Regions from separate parts of the Sus scrofa genome. Here region 1 is linked to region 2. The links are chromatin contacts, called in public promoter capture Hi-C maps. All regions are on one chromosome and are shown on one strand. The core of a region is the stretch at or near the end of the contact, and the rest is flanking DNA. Distances in the headings are between cores, read along the strand shown. Region 1 has its middle 100 kb from the start of PKIA. Region 2 overlaps IL7 (interleukin 7).

Region 1 (7,340 bases), core at 1,460-3,959, 240 kb after region 2:
AAAATCACTGGCAGTTATGACACCAGCTTAGGCAGCACCAATCTCCTAATCCTGACCCATTTCCTATCAAAGAATTCAGTTTTTCCAGAAACCAAGTAATAGACGCTGTCAATTTCTTACCATCATTAGGATATATTCACGTCTTATACTTCAGTATAAAGACAGTTTTTAAAATTACAGAAATTCTTATAGTACTTAAGGTCAGTTGCACTAATCTGTATGCTGTATGTCACATACTTTGGGCTACTTTCTTAAAAATGAATTATTATTTTAACATGTTTCTCACTCTCACTTATTATCAGAATAATTATTCCTATGGTTGAATATTTTATGATTAGGCCAGAAAGGTGGTAGAATAAAGGGTTTTGCTGTTCTCCTTTGTTCCCCTAGTTGGTGTGCCAGAGTCAAATTTTTGGAATTCTGAAATTTAACATTTCAAACACAAACTACATTCAACAGATAATAATAACAACAAAAACAAGCCAAAAAAAAAAAAAAAATTTGACCCAGAGGTTTTCATGGTCCAGGAAAACAGTTCCTGGAATGGGCCACTTGGAATAGGATTTGCCCACTCCCTCCACTCCTTCTGCCCCAAATACTGACGGTAGAGACAAAGAAACCAATTCCAGTCTTTTCAAAGTGTATTTATAAATTGAGAATTTATCACCAAAAACCAATAATGATGTATAATAGAATGAACATGATTTTGCAGAACCAATATCTTCGTCTAAAAACAATATTTAAAAAAGCAGAGCTAATATTTTTCGCTATAAACCCTGCCCCGCTTTTCCACTGATTTCCTATTTCAATTTGCTAAAATAAAACTGCTCAGCTTTTGAGTCCAATTGACTCTTTCATTGCAAATGTAAAGATAACAAATCTCCTTTTAAATAGAATGGTGGCACACAGAACACCACACAGTCTGGCTTATTGCAACTGTTCTCCGTTGGTGAAGTGGCACATTTGCAATCCCCACCACAGCCATCTTAACCATTTCACAGAATAACATTCACATGTACATCCCTCCGTGGGCAACAGGAAGAGGCAGGAGCTTGGCAGCAAGGCACTTGTGTGGGGAAATCCTAGGTTAGAACCCTTAAAAGGGGAGACTAACTTGAGGATGCTCAAATATCCTGAAGTTTAAATTGGGCCAGCTCCCCTGGCTTTCTGACTGCCTGTGGGGAAAGCCTCTCTGGAAACTCTTTGGAGGTTATTGAGGAATCCTAGGACAAATGCACTGCTTGCTTTTGAGGGAGGGCTTGCCTCATACTCTACCAAGCTAGATATCTCACAACCCAGATGGATTTAAAAAGATCCAAGTAAATACTGGATAGACTGACACTCACATTTCTACTTCCACCTACTCCCATGCACAGGGAGCAAAATACGTAGGTATGGACCGCTTTCTCACACCCCAACAGTTTCTGCTGTCCTCGAAAGCTGGCCAGTAGCCACAGGCGCTACAATGGAGTTATCAGAAACCATATCGGTAATAGGCTTAAAGGATTTTTCATACCATGTATTAGGGTGACGGACACAGGTAACAGCTCAAACGCGGTGAAGAGCAATGCCCTTTCTGGGTCCTTGACAAAATCAGTCATGGAACAGAGGTGGTGGACAGGAGCTGAAAAGAGTGGCGTGGGAAGGGGCACAGCATGGGAGGGGGGGTAATCAATGACATGATTGACAAGAGAAGATGGTAAATTGAAAGGAGAAGTAGAGACAAGTGCTGCTAACCCAAGCTGAACTCCAAGAGATAAGTTTCTCCTCTAATGTGAGACTCCTTCTAAAGGTTCCATTGAAGTGGCTGTTTGACATTGAAATGTGCACAACCCCATTCTGATAACTGGAAAGGGAGAGGGTAGAGGAAGGAGGAAGAAGAAGGAAGATTCCTGATTACTTCTCCAGGCTGCTGCCAAGGACCTGCTGCTCCCAAAGCAGAAATTAACCAAGTGAAGGTTGAAGGTAGCAGCGTAAATGTGCAGCTCAAAAATTATTTTACATTTTGAATCCTCTTCAATGTCTAAGCGAGTCTGGCTTTGCAATGGTTGATTATCTTTAAAGAGTATAAAGGCTGACCGCCTTCTTTGTTTGCCCAGTAACACCGCTCCTCCAATCTCAGGCACTTGGCTGATTAACATTTCAATTCCAGTTGTTGCTCCCTTTCCCACTGCAGAATGCAGGAGGGACATTCCCCTTCTTCCCTCTGTATTACAAACCCCATTATTAACCGAGCGGAAAGCACCGCGCAGTGTGGCCGAGGCTAATAATAGCGGGGCTGCTTACCTTCTCCGGATCAAGTCAGCGCATGTCCCCAGCGCCCACTGCCCCGGGGCCGCAGTGCCACCGCGCCGGGCCGGTACGTGGTCAGCTCCACCGGCCCCCACCCCACCTGCCAGCTGCAGCAGCTGCTCCCGCCGCCAAGCTCCGGCCGCATGAAGTCATCCCCCGCCCCGGGCCGGATCGCCACATTCCGCGCCAGCCGCGGGGGGAGAGGGACATCTCCCGGCTGCAGGGACTGGCTCCTGGAAATTGTGACCGACGACCGCTACCCTTCCCGCTTTTAGGATAATTTTCTATTAATGCTTTTACCGAGGACGCGTCGCTGGACGGGAGACCGAGAGAGAAGAGCCAGAGAGACTTTCTCTGCATAGCGCCTTTCCGCCGAGCGCTCCCCTGTCCCTCCCGCGGCATGGACAGCTCCATTCTGCTGTGTGGGTTTCCCACCCTCTTCATCTTCCTTATCAGTATTGTTCATTTCGCTAAATTTGAGAGTGGAATTAGCTTTTAAGATAAACATTCAGATACTCCGAAAATGTTTTAAATTGGCAACCAGTTTTTCCAAACCTCTTGTATCAGGCTCTACTTTCTCCCAAGGCGGGCGCGCGCGTACACACACACACACACACACACACGTACACGCACAACCAAACCACTCACAATTATGAAAGCTGGGACCTCTCGCCCTCTTGCCTACGTAATGGAACAGGAAACTCCCAAGGGAGTGGAGAAGTAGACCCACTAGAGAAAGCATTCAAGGAAAGAGACAGGGGTAGCCCCAGTATTTTGTTGCTGTTTAGCGGAGTACTTAGTGGACAGATGTTCCCCCTCTAACACCCCCCTCGCCCCGCCCCATTTGAGAAGCCTGCTCTGGTGACAGCTATAACATTTGGAAACAAAGAAGCTGAATCCACAAGAACAGATGGCTGTATCTCTTCCTTCCCGGAAGAATTTACCAGAATTGGCTTTAGGAATAATATAAGCACATACCCATATAAGCCCTTTCCTTCTCTCTTTAATTTGGCACCAGCTATTAACAGTTCTCTTTCTCTCCCTTTCTCCCTCCTTCCCTTTCTTCGCCTCCTAAACTGATTAGATCAGCGTTTCGGGGATTTAAGGGGTGAAAAGGCCAAGGATGTGCTCTCTTTGCAGTTTAACCGGGGTTTCTTTTCCTAATATAGAGCCATTCCCAAGTAGAGAGGCTCTTTGACACTAGGGTTCTGCATGAGGAAAGCTCTCACATTCAGAGTGCTTTTGGAATCGCCCATCACTAACTAGGTCCAGGTCAGCTTTACTCTTGAATTTGTCCAGCCATCTAAACAGTATAATTGCACAAAGCCAGGACAGTACTTTCGATCTATGAAGAGTTCCCAACCCTCCGCTTAGCAGTTCCAGACTGGGAGGTAGTGTAGCAAACAGAGCTCCAGCAGGACTCCGTAAGAATTCTTGACCCTAGAATGCATGCTTTTTGAAAGGTGGAATAATCACGTATTCATCTTTCATAAAGTTAGGCCATAAATATCACCAAAGCACAGGGGATCCTTCATATATATTAAAGGGTATGTGGAATCGGGAATAGGAATATTACATCTTTAATTTCACTAACTTCTAATTGAAATTTAGCATTTAGCATTTCCTTTAAACACAAATGCAGACAACAAACCACAATAATATTAGCAGTACCTGTGACTTTATCACTAATAGATGTCACAGATAATTTCCTATTGCAGTTTTTATAGCTATCTCAAAATACCACTACTCTGTTACAATCAAGTCATCATTACCTTTTTTGTTTTATTTAATAAAGACTATATATTTTGAGAATGCTTTTAGATATACAAAAAAAATTAAGGGGAAAGTACAGGGAATTCTCAGATATCCCATTCCCAATTTCCTCAGTATTTTGGTACCTTTATTACAATTAATGAGCCAATATTAGTATAATAACATTAACCAAAGTCTGTATTTTATTCAGATTTCCTTGGCTTTTACCTTATGTCCTTAAAACTGTTCCAGGCTTCCATGCAGGACACCTTGTCACTTTTGGTTATCAAGTCCCCTTAGGTTCCTCTGGGCTATAGTAAGTTCTTAGGCTTTTCTTGTTTTTGATAACCTTGACAGTTTTGAGGAGTAGTGGTCAAATACTTTGTAGCATACCTCACTAATGCAATCTGTCTAATGCTTTTCTCATGATAAGACTGGGCTTATGGTTTACTGGGAGGACAATCACAGATATAGTGTCATTTTTATGAGGTCATATCAAGGGTATATACTATCATTGTGATTTGACTCTTGATGTTGACCTTGATAACCTGGCTGAGGTAGTGTCTCAGATTTCTCCACTGTAAAGTTGCTTCTCCACCCTTCCTTCCACACTTCACTTATTGGAAGAAAATCACCATGGGAAGTCCACATCCAAGGACTGGAGATTTATTCTCCACCTCCTTAAGGAGAGAGTAGGCACAGAAAGTATTTGGAATTCTTCTGCATAGGAGATTTGTCTATTTCCCCCCAAATATGAACATATTCTATTATTTATATCAATATAGACTCATGGATATTTATTTTATACTTGATGTTATAATCCAATACCATTTTATTTTGTTGTTCAAATTGTTGCAGCTTTGGCTATTGGGAGCTTTGTCTGTGGGCCACTTACGCTTCTTTGACAAACATCCTTTGTTGTGTGTGTGTGTGTCTGTGTGTATGTGTGTGTACATGAGTTTAGAAATGGAAAAAGAAGATGTTTAATCTTTTCTTTCAATTTGTATGAAGCAGCGGGGATTAAGTGTGTTGAATTGGGACATGACCATCACATATTGTATTGTCCTTCCTGGCATAGTTTTTATTCTGTGATGCCAGAATCACTGAAGGCATAGACAGTTTCTCACGATAATTTCCTTTCTCTATCACAGTACTTTTACCAGGTTTTCTTTGCTCACGGAAGACAATCAGTGTTGATGGTGCTAAGGAAAAAACAAAAATTAAAGATATTAAATGGCAGGAATTACTGTTTCAGATATCACAACATGGCAAGAGGCATAGGGGAAATAGAAAGAAAAAGAAAGAAAATGAAATGACATTACATCAACATATAGTGCTTGAATCTGTCTGCTTGGACCTTGACATACACCAGTCTGACAGATAATTTAATTTAATGAGTCGTGGCTAGGGTGAGGTGAAATAGATTGATTTTTTAATCTATGACTTTTCATTGCAAAAACATTTTTTTAAAATCATTCTTTGGATCATGACTTTGAGGTCTGCAATGCTTCCTTTCTGATATTCTGGAATTACAGATCCAATGCCCTAATGATATTATGAGTCTCCACAATGGCAATATGAAACCTGAGCCAGAGGCCCTGGGTGCCTAAAGATGTCAGCCTTAGAACCACTCCTTTGGGTTAAGGAGTCCTTCCAGAAAGGGCTCATTTAAATGCAAATACACCATCAGGAGAGTTAAATGTGTATCCAGTATCTCATTAGCAGCCATTAGCAATTTAGCAGAAATTAGCTTCCCAGATTTATTATGGAGAGGAGTTGTCAGGGTGATTTGGCCCATGCATTTGTCATCCACTGACTGCCAGGTCCCCTGCCCTCGTCACTATATAGGGGTCTGCCTAAAGCTGGGAACTTAGTTTACTTGGTGCATGACAAATCAATACTGTTTTATATAATTTTGAATTACAAGAAAGGGTAGAGGGAGAATTTCTATACTAATAATACGTGTGTGCTCGCGCGCGCATGTGTGTGTGTGTGTGTGTGTGTGTGTGTGATAGCTGCTCAGCTTAGGTTGATTAATCATGCCGTACAGAAATCTTGAATTTTATGGCAAATATCTACTCATTCAATGTGGTCAGCATACACAAAATATGCACAAATGTAGTTTAGGGATAACAAAGCTATAGTAATAGAAGTAGAGTTACATTCAAGTAATTGTAGATAGACTGATAATTTCCTCCATTAATATGAAAGCTCTGATACAAGAATACAAGAAAATGATCATTCATATGAAGATTGATATTCAATATTGAATGTCTATAACAGACATAGGAAAATGGAAGAAGGAAAGTGACTACAAACAGAACAGGAGCTGTTTTTTGTTTGTTTGTTTGTTTTGTTTTTTTTGTCTTTTTGCCATTTCTTAGGCAGCTCCCTCGGCATATGGAGGTTCCCAGGCTAGGAGTCAAATCGGAGCCATAGCTGCCGGCCTATACCATAGCCACAGCAATACGGGATCTGAGCCGTGTCTGCAACCTACACCACAGCTCATGGCAATGCCGGATCCTTAACCCACTGAAGTAAGGCCAGGGATCGAACCCACAACTTCATGGTTCCTAGTCGGATTTGTTAACCACTGAGCCATGACAGGAACTCCTGTTTGTTTTTTTTTGTTTTGTTTTGTTTTTTAATATGGAGTTAGTTTTTGGGCAGTGTTTTGGCCACAATTTTAGCATGCAGAAGTTTCCTGCCAGAGATTGAACCCGAGCCATAACAGTGACAACACTAGATCCCTAACTCACTGAGCCACCAGGGAACTCCATGAACTGTTTCTTTAGACACTGCTAGGAATTTTTACTGGTAATGAGTTGACATATAATACTGGATCTATATATATATATAATACAGGTTGTGTTCCATAATTGTGAAATGTATTTTACTTATATGAGATGCTTGGTAAATGGCTTATGATACATTCAATATCATGCTGTAAGTAATTATCAAATAAACCTTTTAAAAAAAAATCATCGTGTGAAGTCATGAAGAAAAACAATCCACTTCAGTAATGATCTTTAAATTTTTTAACCTTTAGATTTAAAAAAAAAAAAATGATGAAACCAAAACTTTCCTTCTAGAAAAAAGTACAGTTTAAAGAAAACTTTTCTATTGTAATGAATAGATTACTAAATAGTATTTATAAAGAATTATGTCTCTATAATTTTTCATTTTTTTAAAAAAAGGAATATTCAATTTTTCAAACCTAATTTAGGCTAATAAAAAGTGGAAATTTAAATTTGATTAAAAAGCAAATTTCAGGAGTTCTATTGTATCACAGCAGG
Region 2 (7,537 bases), core at 4,620-7,119:
TGGCATTGTCAACTTTTTTTTTTTTTTTTTTTTTTTTAATGGCCACATCTGTGGCATATGGAAGTTTCTGGGCTAGGGGTCAAATCGGAGCTGCAGTTGAGACCTATGCCACAGCCAGGGCAACATCAGATCCAAACTACATCTGTGACCTACACTGAAGCTTGCTGCAATGCCTGATCCTTAACCCACTGAGCTAGGCCAGGGATTAAAACTGCATCCCCACAGACACTATGTCGGGTTCTTAGCCTGCTGAGCCACAATGGGAACTCTGGATCACCACCTTCTTAAAACAATCTCTTCTCCAGGTTTTCTAACTTTCTGGCTTCTATATGCATGTGACTATTTGGCACTTGTATTTGGATCTCTGAATGTCAACTCAAACTTCATCCGTTTGAAACCAAATATACATTTTATTCACACCACCTCTTCTACTGTTTCCCTATGCAGTGAATGGCAACAGAGCATATTCTGTTGCATACACCAGAAACCCAGGAATCATCCCTGCCATGTCAATCTCCCTTAACTTTAATTCTCAAATCCTGTTCTGTTGTTTTCTAAGTATTTCTCAAGTCTATTCACCTATCCTTACATTCTTTTCCATCACCAAGTTCAATAAAGCCAAGCACCAAGCACCAAGTCACAGCCTCCTAAGATTTACACATATACTTTCTTGAACCCTTCGAAGCCATTCACCATGCCGCTATTAATATGATCTTTGAAGAGGGGATTTGGTCATTAACTATTGCCTTTAGAATCAAGACAAAGCTCCTTAATAGGCCCCTGCATAATTTGGTCTCTTCCAGACCTTCTGTTTTATGTGGTAGGGTGATTTCTCTTGCTTTCTCAGCTTTATAGTTGCTTTCCCTTGCTCTCTTCGTTCTAGCAGTCTCCCTGCTGGAGTTCCCTCCCATTGAAACTGCAGCCATTCATGCTATTTTCTATATCTTTAATCTTCCTCTCTTTTCTCTTTCTCTGGTTTACTCATGCTTCAGAACTCAGTTTAAGTGTTTCTTTCTCAGAGAATTCTTCACCTAGATTCCTAAATAAAATCTGTCTTGTATAGGGCTTTGTTATAGCATAGACCTTTTATTCATAACAATTATCAAGTTGGGATTTGATTGTGGTTATTGGATTGGTGTCTATCTTTACCACCAGACAGTCACCTTCTTGAAGGAAGGAACCATCTCTGATTTTCATCACAGTCCTATCTCCACTACTATATGGCACATGGTAGATGCTCAGCAAGTATTTGATTGAAGAATAAGTGAATGACTTTTCATTTAACCTAGAAATCAACTGCCAGTTTGTACTATAATCTGGTAAGCTACCTGACAAATAGTAAAATTTATAACATTTGAAACAGGATTCCAAGAACAGTATAGACCTTTGCAAATTTCATACAGAATACAGATTTCATTAAAAATAAGTCTCACTTTTCAAAAGGTTCTCCAAATGTGTCTTTATGTGCTGCAAGGCTTTGGGCCATGGGGAGGTTATGATAGTGATAATCAGAAATGAAGAGTATTTCTGTAGAGACCAAATTCATTTTTAAAGAATGCTAAGACGAAGTTCCCTTCGTGGCTCAGTGGTTAACGAATCCCACTAGGAACCATGAGGTTGCAGGTTCAATCCCTGGCCTCACTCAGTGGGTTAAGGATCCGGCGTTGCCGTGAGCTGTGGTGTAGGTCACAGACACGGCTCAGATCTGGCGTTGCTGTGGCCGTGGTGTAGGCCAGTGGCTACAGCTCTGATTAGACCCCTAGCCTGGAAACCTCCATATGATCACGGGTGTGGCCCTAGAAAAGACAAAAAAAAAAAAAAAAAAAAAAAAAAAAGAATGCTAAGACATGAGATTGAATCTTTCTTTTTCATTCAAAACCCCAATCTGTAGGCTCAGATCTATAAAATGAATAGGAGAAGAACAGAAAAGAGATAGCCATCAGTTATGTAGATGCTGATAAGAATCATTTATAGGCCATAAATAGACATTAGTTTATTTAGAGTACAGCACATGTGACCGTGAGCACCCCATTAGAACAGGCATATGGAAGAATTATTTGGAAAAAAAGCAGACAAAATGGAATTTTTAAAAATCAAAGATAAATATAGAAAAGGTAAAGTGAAATAGAGAATCTATTGTGGGAGTTTTCTTGTGGTGCAGCAAGTTAAGGATCCTGTGTTGTCACTGCAGCAGCTTGGGTTGCTGCTGTGGCTCAGGTTCGATTCCTGGCCCAGGCTCCATATGCTGCAGGTACAGCCAAAAAAAATAAAAGAAAGAATATCTATTGTGTACATATTTAGTATTTCTGAGGAAGAGACTGCTAAAAATGCAATAGAAAAAAAATTCAAAGATAGATGAAAACCATGCTAAATGAAAGAAGATATAATTCTGCAAATCAAAAGGACATGTATTTTAGGAACAACTTACATAACAGTGGTTTATACTGGAAAATATTGAGTTCATAGTCAATGTGCTTTTCCCTTATCTCTTGTGATTTTTCATATCCATAATAAATATGAAGAAATATTCAAATATGTTAGGACATCTATAAGAAAGCACTACCGATAAATAATTCTACTATTTGTTAAATCAAAAGATGGATATATACGGTTCTTTCAACCCCATGATTCTAGAAATCTTGTCTGAGTCATCCTTCTCATAGGGCTTAAATGAAAACAACTTCAGAAAGCAACTGTAATTGGCACTCCTATACACTCATGTTAAATTTATTCATAAAATGCACTAAAGTCTAGTCAATTATAATTGTGACTTTTCTAGGTGTCAGCCTTTTAAGCCAGCTTTTTAAGTAACAACTTTATCTACTGCTGCAAACATTTGGCAAACAAATCACCCTGGTATAACATTAGCTTTCTGTGTCTATCCAAAGTGAGTTTTATTAAATACCTGGAGCAATGATTTAACTAATATGGATTTTCAAATATTCCTGTGTCATGAAATTTGTTAAAATGTTCTAATAGGTACTCATTCATATATTCGGTAAATTGGAAAGAATCATACAGATTAGCTGCACATTTTATCTTCTTTTGCTGAAGGATGGCATAAACAAAATGTATATTTTATTTTTATTTTATTTTTTTACAGCCACACCTGCAACAAATGGAGTTCCCAGGCTAGGGGTCAAATCTGAGCTGCAGCTGCCAGCCAACGCCACAGCCACAGCAGTGTAGCATCTGAGCTACGCCCATGACCTATACCAGAGCTTGTGGCAATGCTGGATCCTTAAACCACTGACTGAGGCCAGGAATTGAACCTGCATATTCGGGGATACTTAACCTATTGAGCCACAACAGAAACTCCCAAAATGTATATTTTATCAGAAATGTATGCTTGATTTATTGTCCTTCTTGATGTTAAATGCAAATCAATAGAAAAATGATTTAATACAAAACATTAATTCTCCACTACCTTTTCTAGACTGTGTGTAAGGGTAACATGAGAATAGGTATTGAAAAATAAATCTCTTTGAACTTGAGGTATTTGCAGTATGACTGAGATGGTTGGCACTAACAAATCTGTTAACGTAGCATACTTCTCCAAAGGTAGGAAATGATGTGAGGAGTTCCCATCATGGCTTAGTGGTTAATGAATCCGACTAATATCCATGAGGATGCAGGTTCGACCCCTGACCTTGCTCAGTGGGTTAAGGATCCGGCATTGCCGAAACCTGTGGTGTAGGTCACAGATGCAGCTCGGATCCTGCATTGCTGTAGCAGTGGCATAGGCCGGCGGCTGTAGCTTCGCTTCGACCCCTAGCCTGGGGACCTCTATGTGCTGCAGGTGTGACCCTAAAAAGACAAAAAAAGAGAGAGAGAGAGAGAAATTATATGAAAGTGTCTAAAGGACACAGCATTCACCCTTTATATCAAACAGTACGAGAGAATGGGATTTATTTTCTGGTATTTGTTTCCCCATCCAGCTTGGCAGAGGACCTTGCACGTTGGCCTATAATAAGTGTTGAATGGTTAAATGAATGATTACGTGTTTAGGCTCTAATGCCTATAGGTAAACGAGATAATGTATACATTGAAAGTCAGATAAACCCAGAGACCATTTATGCTCTCCAAGGGCGAGAAGAATCATGCACACTTCTCTGAGAGGCAGATGAAGATTGGAAACCTATGACTGAATCCTGCCATTACTCCACTTCGTAATCTGTTTCTTTGATGACAACACATAGGCTAAGATTGCCTGAAGTCCTTCTAGAAGCTCTGATAGCATGGAATTGCTAGCTTGCTGGACAGAGCTCCTCTAACCCTGTGTGTGAACAATCCGAATCCTTAAGCTAGTCCTCCCTCATTATGTCAACTACATTCTTGATTCAGGTAATCCCCACATTCTAACACTATGTTCCTTAGAAAAGAAAAATGAGAATGTACTGGTCTGTCTTCCCATTTGTATATCACAACACACTGATTTAATCTCACTCTTTCTCAGTGAAGTTCTCCCTCAAATATCCCAAACTGGATTGTTTAAAATGCTATAAAGAGGAGTTTAACCTTATTCTCACTGTTAAGAGGCTTTCCCTTCATTCTAATATAAATTCCCTTTGCTGCTAGTGGCAGGAAATTGGACCCAACAACCTCTTAAACACATCTCAACTTCATGATTTCAAAATCCATAATACTGTGTCTATATAGTATAACTTCTAAAACAGGTACTTTTATTTTCCCAAATGAGCCAGATTCTCCCAGTGATTTCTGGAATTAAACTGTGGAGTGTGGGGAAGCTCTAAATATCGGAGGGTTGGTATATTTATACTTGTTTTATTCTTCAACTATAAAAAATTATCTTTGTGCCTAGTCAGCTGAGCCAAGCTGAAGTTACTTTCCTTAAAATGCACACATAAATACCAAGTATTATAAATTTGTTATTTTTATAATTACTACTTACCAGAAGAATCCCCAGTTTAACCGTATTATTTTATATCATTTATTACAGGACAGGATGATAGACTTTGATAGCAATTGCCTGAATAACGAACCTAACTTTTTAAAAAAACATTCATGTGATGATAATAAGGTAATGACAATTATTTGGAGTTTATATGTCATTCAAGCTTGATTTCACAGAAGCTTATATTTTTGTATCTCTGTTAATTATATTGATTATATTAATAACATAGCCTTTTGGTTCTAACCTCATAATTCCCGCTGACATATTAAGTTATACTGTGCTCTTTTGTACTTTTATTCTACAAAAAGCCCTGTGCCACTTGGTAAATATTCCTTTCAATTTTAGCATTTTATTTTTCATCTTGAAAATACTAGAAGAACTGCTGAATTCAAAGACACATAGCTCTTATTTCTGAAACTTTTATGCAAGAAAATGCTTGTCAGAATGACTGTTTGCACACACACAAACATAAGGAATGTGTAAATTTAGTTGAAGGCATTTTGAAACTTTTTCCCTTTAAATATTTGCTTATCCTCGCAATGGCTGAGTTAACCTCATGACATAATAATATGTCCTTAAATTATATTTTAAAAAATTATAATTATAAATATTAGTTAAATATTTGAAAAACTGGTTTTGGGTTAATAGTCCCTTTATTTTCTCATTGCCAGCTACCCATCCACTCATCCATAGCTCAAAAAGGGCAAAAGCAGTAACAATTAAAAAAAAAACACACATACCTTTCATTATTGTTGCTTCCAGAAGCCCTCTCCTTTAGTTATCTTGTTTAAAACTGAATAAACTTATGCTACGTTCACTCATAAGCAATAAGATCATACATAACAAAGAAAGGAGACTTTAAAAATCAGGTAATTATTAAACTAAGTTCTGAGTACTTTAGGCTGTCCCCTTGGAGCTAAACAGTTTCAGTCTCAGTACGTGTCAGTCATGTGATTAACTGGAATAGAAGAAAACTGGGGTGGAGGTGGGGCATTATTTAGAAATACAGTTCTGGCTTTAGGCTTCTCAGGAAAGCTTATCATTTCTTACTGTTTTATATGAACCACGGCTCTTCTGATGTTTTTTCTGTAATAGGAAGCTTCATTTTTATATCGTGCTGCTCGAAAGTTGAAGCAATTTATTAAAATGAATATCAGTGAGGAGTTCAATCACCATCTATCAACAGTTTCACAGGGCACATTAACACTGTTCAACTGCACCAGCAAGGTAAGCGGAGCACTGTTTACTTTGAACAAAAATATAAACTACTTCTGAGATAGGCTATTATCATTCTTGTATGTCCATATCCATTAGCATAGAAATCTAGGTGCTTATACGAAAGTTGAAATACATTTGCATAATTCTGGAAGAGGAAAGTTTCAACTTGCAAAGTACCTATTCATCTCTTAGAGCAAATAAATTGTTTATAAAAGGGGACTAGAAATAAATGAAAGCAACATTGTAAATCCACTCTACTTCAATTTAAAAAAAGAAAGTAGGAGTTCCCGTCGTGGCGCAGTGGTTAACGAATCAGACTAGGAACCATGAGGTTAAGGGTTCGGTCCCTGCCCTTACTCAGTGGGTTAAGGATCCGGCATTGCTGGGAGCTGTGGTGTAGGTTGCAGACGCAGCTCGGATCCCGCGTTGCTGTGGCTCTGGCGTAGGCCAGTGGCTACAGCTCCGATTCGACCCCTAGCCTGGGAACCTCCATATGTGAGCGGCCCAAAGAAATAGCAAAAAGACAAAAAAAAAAAAAAAAAAGAAAGTAAATAAGTAAATGAAAGCATATTTCATGCCATAATAACTTCCAAAGAGGCTAGTGTGTGATAAGTAGGGTAAGGAATGGTAAATTTTTATTTCTAAAACATCTCAATTTTAATCCATATATGTACATATTTATAAGAATTCAGACAATAAAACAGGTAATCAAATGTATTTCACAAATATCTTTGCGTATAAAAACTGGGTATATTTATGTCCAACAATTTTCAATATTTGTACCTCAATAATTTTAATTAATACAGGGCTAATTTTTTCCTACTTCTCTGCTAGCAGTTAACAACAACAAAAAATTCTGAAGCTATTGAGACTAGACAACAGTTTCTTCAACTGCAAAATGGAGAAAAATATAGTATCTACATTAAGGATATTGAAAGGTTGAATGGCATAATTTATATATCATGCTTAGTACTAAAATATTTCAATAAATGTTTAATGATGATAATGGTGATGATGATAATTACTCCCTCTTTTGGCCACACAAAGCCAAAAGATTTCTTGCAATTACAAAAAAAAAAAAAACTTTAAATATTTTTATGATAGAAAACGTGTTGTGTTTTTAATTTTAAATACTATTAGTTGCCCTCAGAAGGGAAAATGGTAAGATTGTCTTTGAACCCTATTGACAGTGTTGATATATGTTGGGCCATAAGATAATAAAGGTTGGACCACTTCCTTTATCATTATGTATTTACTTGATGCAAACCAGTCTCCTCCTAGGGTTGTGGATTTGTCAAGCTTATTTCCAGTCTTTTCCCCTTACCAGTGTTAGTCAATGATATGGAACTTCTCCTGTTCTCTTTTCTGTAAATCTAATCTCTCCTGTTCTGTGCATCCTTCAAG

What was found. Promoter capture Hi-C pulls out the DNA fragments that hold promoters and counts their contacts.
Region 1: a contact with region 2 is called in a promoter capture Hi-C map of liver, with 2.6 times the contacts expected there. The contact joins two enhancer-like sites. A contact is called at or near these places in 1 of 5 promoter capture datasets (liver) and 1 of 2 datasets of contacts at active chromatin or transcription factors (alveolar macrophages).

What each region holds. Positions count from the first base shown.
Region 1 is chr4:57,975,177-57,982,516 of Sscrofa11.1, forward strand. No RefSeq gene overlaps it. Among named protein-coding and RNA genes, the nearest start is that of PKIA, 100 kb to the left of the region's middle. Within about 2 kb of position 2,710, at least 71 of the 83 cell types and tissues checked have an H3K27ac peak or open chromatin away from gene starts, as enhancers often do. A contact at or near this core is called in liver, where this site is marked.
Region 2 is chr4:57,731,247-57,738,783 of Sscrofa11.1, forward strand. IL7 (interleukin 7) reads left to right here. Exons shown (of 6, transcript NM_214135.2): 3 at 4,961-5,041; 4 at 6,011-6,142. Among named protein-coding and RNA genes, the nearest start is that of IL7, 50 kb to the left of the region's middle. Within about 2 kb of position 5,870, at least 5 of the 83 cell types and tissues checked have an H3K27ac peak or open chromatin away from gene starts, as enhancers often do. A contact at or near this core is called in liver, where this site is marked.